Regions from separate parts of the Capsicum annuum genome. Here region 2 is linked to region 1. Evidence: chromatin contacts called from public Hi-C data. All regions are on one chromosome and are shown on one strand. The core of a region is the stretch at or near the end of the contact, and the rest is flanking DNA. Distances in the headings are between cores, read along the strand shown.

Evidence for each region. Hi-C and Micro-C count contacts between places; a contact is called where the count stands out from the background.
Region 2: a Hi-C map of leaf shows a contact between it and region 1, with 3 times the contacts expected there. The contact joins the enhancer-like site here to the promoter of LOC107842516 in region 1. A contact is called at or near these places in 2 of 5 Hi-C or Micro-C datasets (leaf and placenta).

What each region holds. Positions count from the first base shown.
Region 1 is chr9:114,553,774-114,556,887 of UCD10Xv1.1, reverse strand. LOC107842516 (photosystem II reaction center PSB28 protein, chloroplastic) reads right to left here and starts at 1,471. Exons shown (of 3, transcript XM_016686414.2): 1 at 1,172-1,471; 2 at 173-602. The coding sequence starts at 1,244.
Region 2 is chr9:114,775,508-114,778,336 of UCD10Xv1.1, reverse strand. It overlaps LOC107842518 (NADH dehydrogenase [ubiquinone] 1 alpha subcomplex subunit 9, mitochondrial), which reads left to right. Exons shown (of 13, transcript XM_016686417.2): 13 at 1-124. Among protein-coding and RNA genes, the nearest start is that of LOC107842518, 26 kb to the left of the region's middle. Within about 2 kb of position 1,331, at least 5 of the 5 cell types and tissues checked have an H3K27ac peak or open chromatin away from gene starts, as enhancers often do. A contact at or near this core is called in leaf, where this site is marked.

The DNA of each region.
Region 1 (3,114 bases), core at 222-2,721:
AAGTGTAAATGGACTGAGAAGATTTCTCAAGTTTACACCTTCTGAACTAAATTACACCTTTTGAGTAGATATGTCTTCTAATGACAGACAAAAATTTCAAGAAATTGATCAGGCAAAAGAAAACATAGAATCTCAACTTTTAACAAACTGCAAGCCATTAGAATTAGCATACCGCTCCATAAATCTCATGAACCTGTCCCATTCTCGTGGAGTCCGCATAATATACTTAGCTTCAATGCCTGCAGGTTTTCCGTTAACAAACTTGGCATTGACATCAACTGACGAGAGAACTCCTTCTTCGTCAATCATGTAGAATCCAGTGATATCCCCGACTTCACCAGATGAATCAAATACGGAGGGTTGATCAAACCTGAAAATGGCCATACCATTTGTCCCATCCCTTGACTTGGTTAACTTCACATCTGGTATTGTTTGTTCATCAGTTCCTTGTATGAACTGAATTTTTGGTTGAACCATCATTATAGTTAGTCTGCGCATTTTCTGGTTTTGGATATTGGATGTGAAACGTGAACGGGATAGGCACAAGCGCTGGCCATTGAATGAAGAACCTGCACTTTGATGACCCCTCCCACATGCTATTCCTACAGTAGATGACACAAACGACAATTATTGGTTTTGATTAACTATGTTTCCTAATTTACTAGTTCTTTTTTAAAAAAAAAAAAGTTTTATTCGGAGATGAGGAAGGGAGACAACGAGAATTGAACCCACACCTATTGTATCAAAGAATCTCACTACTAGCACTACATTGTAAGCGTACTCCATTTCCAGTCTCGATTAACTCAAAAAAGAAGACAGTTAAATTTTCTTTGAAGAATGCGCTCATGAGCAGAGGCCTTTGAAGTTTAATAGGTTCTGAAACCGTAGCTAATGATCTAGCTCCACACTTATGCACAAATAAACATCTCACCAATTACATATAAATCAATTAAAATGAAATTTACGAGTAACGTGATATGAGGGATAAGGGATAATAATCATGGGATTATTTTATCTTGTGTTTAGTTAGACTTATTAGCTAATGCCGTATAATATCCCACTATTTATACTACATAGTGGGATAACTGCTCCAAGTACTACTCTTTACAGGAGCTGATAAACCAAAGAATAAGAGGAGGGTAAAGGTAGATAAGCACATTTTGGTACATACCGAGAAGAGAGCGAGGCTGATGCGAAGTGTGAGAAAGTGTAGGTGAAAATGCAAGAGATTGAAGAGTAGCCATTAATTAGAGAGTGCAGACAGAGAGAGAGAGAATATGGAGTATGGAGGAGAGAGAACTAAAAGAACATAAGATGTATTTGCGGGGTAACAGAGAGTGCTGGTTGTAACAAGGACAGCCATTCGCTTCTTTAGATTGCCTTACCCATACTCTTTCATTCATGAGCCAACCACCCTCACAATACACTTCCCCCAACTTTCTCTATAGGGTGAAGGACATAAACAGCCCTTGGCCTGAGAGTAATGCCACAAAATGGTAGGGGACTTAAATTAAGCAAAAACCCAAACTTAAAACGGATAAATACATAAAAAAAAAATTCATCTTTTAAAATATTTTATAAAATCTCATATTTCTCTTTTTTCTCTCGATATATACTAAATGGAAAAGGTACGAATATATCTTTGCCGTTAATGAAAAAGTACATATATACCTCTGAACTCTGATAAATGGTACAGATATACTCTTCATCATACTTTAGGTACAAATATACCATTGCCGTTAATGAAAAGGTACATATATAACTCTGAACTTTGATAAATGGTACAGATATATCCTCCGACATACTTTAGGTACAAATATACCCTTTTATTAATGAAAAGGTACATATATACCCTTCTTACTAATAGTAGGACTCGTGTCACAATTTTGTTCATTTGACCTTTTTAAATTTAATTTATCACAATCCCACCTCAAAATAATTCTAATTTAACTCATAACCCGATTCAAATAATAACTCAAACCCAGAAAGAAAAGATGAATATGCATGAATAAAGATGTGTCTTGGAGGTTCTATTAGATGGGATCGGGTTTGGGTTATTCTTTGAATCGATTTGTGGGTTACATTAGAATTATTTTTAGGTAGGGTGAGGATAGATTAAATTAAAAGGGGCAAATGAACAAGATTGTGACACGTGTCCTGCCATTAGTGAGAAAGGTATATTTTTCCCTTTTCATTAATGGCAAGAGTATATTTATACCTAAAGTATGACAAAGGGTATACCTGTATGGTATACTTGTACCATTTATCAAAGTTCAAGTGTATATACGTACCTTTTCATTAACGACAAGGGTATTTTGTACCTAAAGTATGATGGAGGATATATCTGTGTCATTTATAAAAGTTTAAAGATATATACATACCTTTTCATTAACGGAAAGGATATATTTGTACCTAAAGTATGATGAAGGATATATTTATACCATTTATCAAAATTCAGGGGTATATTCATACCTTTTTCCTATATTAAATAAGAAAGTAATAGATTTGCATTTACTTTAGGAGAGTGAATAATGGGAGAGAATCTCTTAAATATCTAACAAAAATCAAATTAAAAAATTTTCATCACATCTGATCATTTGCAATTTACAATTTGATTCAATCTTTTTCCATCTATATTAATCTTTTTTTTTTCTTAGAATTTTGAAAGCTTTATTGTGTGCTTCATATTGACAAACATTCATAGAGAAAAGACATGTTTTCCCCCTGAACTTGTTCGCTAAACTCACTTTAACACTTAAACTTAACTTTCGTTTATTTACCCCCTTAACATCTTTAAAGAGTATTAATTTCACCCTTTAAGCTGGCGTGAATTTTTTAATTTTTTTTTAAAAAGAAAAGCGCGTTTTTCTATTAAAAAACTGATATGGTCTCACTTTTTTTAAATATATATATATATATATAATATATTAAAAGTGTGAAGGACCTTAAAAATATTGTTTGAACTTTTTGTCCTTCATTAAAAATTCTTGCTTTAGACAAAATCGTCTTTTCACTATTTTTTCCTAATATTTAAAATTTAAAAATTAATTAAATATATTTATGGTAAAACTTTTTCTTATTAGAAGTTATTGAAGTTTCAATAATTTTTCCTAA
Region 2 (2,829 bases), core at 82-2,581, 220 kb before region 1:
CCAATTGTGTTTTCTTTTTCAGAGTTTACTTTGCTGTATTTCAATCAAGAAGTAACCTAGAAAAAGTGGAACGTGATTGTTGTCAGAGGGACAAAGATTTTTTCAGTGCTTTCCTCCTGATCAACTTTAATCTTTACCGTTCTATTTGATTCTTATATTTGGTCTGTCTTCTAATTAAGGGAACGAAGTACAAACTAGTCTATTTGCTTTAGGACTTTCTTCAACCCATCGAAATGCCTTCTTAGGTGCTTTACAAAGCCAATGATGTCTTTCTGGTTTACAGCCATTTTTTCAAGGGGATTTCTTATTGCGTATTATGTGGTGTTTAGCAACTTAAAAAGTTCGTGGACGTCAGATAATTCCTACTATATACTTTTAGCCTGTATTCTCAAAATTTTCATCGGATGGTGTCCTTGAAGAAAATATTCATAGTGTGTTAATCAAGTTGCCCAAAAGGCGCATATGCTTTTCTTGTAGAAGCAGCTAACCACTTTATAATTCATCCTTATATATAAAATATAGTATAACATGAGTGAGCACTTGCTTCTGCAAAGAAGACATTTATCATTTATCCCATTCATCGAAAATTCTCATCATGTCACCGGAGAGAAGATATGGACCATTTAAACATGTCAAGTTGGAAGGAAGGAATGTTGGTGCATCAATGATCGCACGCCGTGGTGGCTGTTCTGGTGAATCACATGACTGCTGCTGCATAAACATCTACACCAGCAACAATATCCAGGGGGTCAGCAACTCCATCCTGGTTGGCAGCAAGGTGAAGATGGGAGATCCAGGTGTATCCTTTTCCATGAAAGATGTAAAATTTCATAAAGGGAAGAGGGGGGACAAGAAGATAAAGGGTAGGATTCTACAATTCTTCTCGATGCTAGTAGTCGCAGTTGTGTTTCTAATGTCATGTTTAGCTCTGGGATCCATCCCTTGGTTGTGAGGATTGTCGGGAACGTCTAGATCTAAGGTGGCTTTTGTGGACTTAATTCGACTTATTACTTTCGACTTGGACTACATATGTAAGGTTGTTTGGTATGGAAAGAAGTTATCTCGAGATTTTTTATCATCTATGTGGAATAAAAATAACACTACAATTTCGAGATAATTTATTCTATGATTTTATCCTAACCAAACATGAGATAAACTCATTTTAAAATTAATTTCAAAATAAATTATTTTTTAGCTCTCAGCCAAATGAACCCTTAAAAATATATACATCTAGATTACACCAACTAGCCTAGCTCACAATCTTGAATTTGTCCCACTTGTCGGCCTCTTAGGTGTTACTGTAAATCAGTCCACAGCAAAGCCGTTTCGGTGGCCATGTGTAGCCTTCTTTTGTGTTTTGGGGAGTAGGATCTGGTTTCTGTCTCTTTCCTTTGTGTTGAAACTTGAAACACCCAGGAGACTCAAATTGTTTGTTTATCATGGCTGATCAATGAGTTATAATAGCTAATGGACTCATTAATGAGTAGGGTTTAATTTGAGGGGGAGGGGCGGGGGGGTGAGTCTTATGGAAAAAAATTACGTGGCTCATATGATCAGTGAGCCCAAAGTTTCGAGGGAAAGAGAAGACGAGGGTTTGGTGTGTGGACACGGGCGGAGATAAAAGGCAAATAAGGATTCGATTTGTCCAATAGCTTTTGTTCATTAGTGTATTTGTATTCAAACATATTAAACATGTACAAATATTAATTATTTGCACTTGAAGTCGTTTTTATAAAATTTGAACTTAAAAAGTTGAAATTTCTAGCTTCACATGTGCTTGCGGAGCAAGATTGTTAGCAGTGGCACATGAAAGCACATGTTGCCTTTCGAAATTACATATGCATACTACATACTAGTTCAATCAAAATCAATATTGTAAATGTATAAATAGACACAATACTCTTTCACAGCCACAAAAATGGCGTATTAAAACTGATTATAATAGTGGTAGTCCCCAGCGAGCAAAGGTATTTTGTAATTCAGTACATTAAAAACACTTGCCATCTGTGATTTAGAAAAAACGAGACCACAATAAATAAATAATTAAAAAGAGAAGAAGGGGTAGGATTACACTAGTCTATCTCAGTGTCCCATGACAAGTAGGTGCGCTGTTCTTAACGTCCTTGAACGTAAATAGGCCCACATTACACAACCCCCATGTGTCTAAACCCCTTCTTGCTAATTTAATGTCCACAACAACATCCCACCCTCTATTACACCATAACCCCCATCTAGTAATTAACACATTCACATCTAGGATTTCAAGTTTACTTTATATGTGTATATTTAATAATGAAAGAAGTATTAATTACCCTTTGAAATTGTAATATTTTATTTAGTGTATATCTAAATTATTGTCTGTCTTAAATATCCTTCGAACTTGTTTACTTAATAAGTCACGTATCTCTTATGGTCCACTTGGCACAAAAAGCGAGTTCAAACTTCATCAGGCGCGTGATGAAGTAAAAAAAATTGTCACATCAATATTTTTCAAGGGGTAAAAACGAAAAAAAATCTATTTTTTTTAATTTTTACAAAAATTTCAAAGGTCCCCTCTCTCTTCTTTTCCTATTTATTCTCCCTTTTCCTCCATCACTTTCAAAATTTCAAATAATTTTCTTTCAATTGCTTCTATTTTACCTACTTAAATTAGGGGTATGCATCGATCGATTCGGTTCGATTTTCTATATTATTGATTCAGTTTATTGGTTTTCGATTTTTAAATATGCGAAATCAATAATCAAATCAATAAGATATTTTCTTATCGTTTTTTTAGTTTATCAATTTTTAGCCCTTAACGGTTCATTTTCGATTTAACCGATAAGAAAA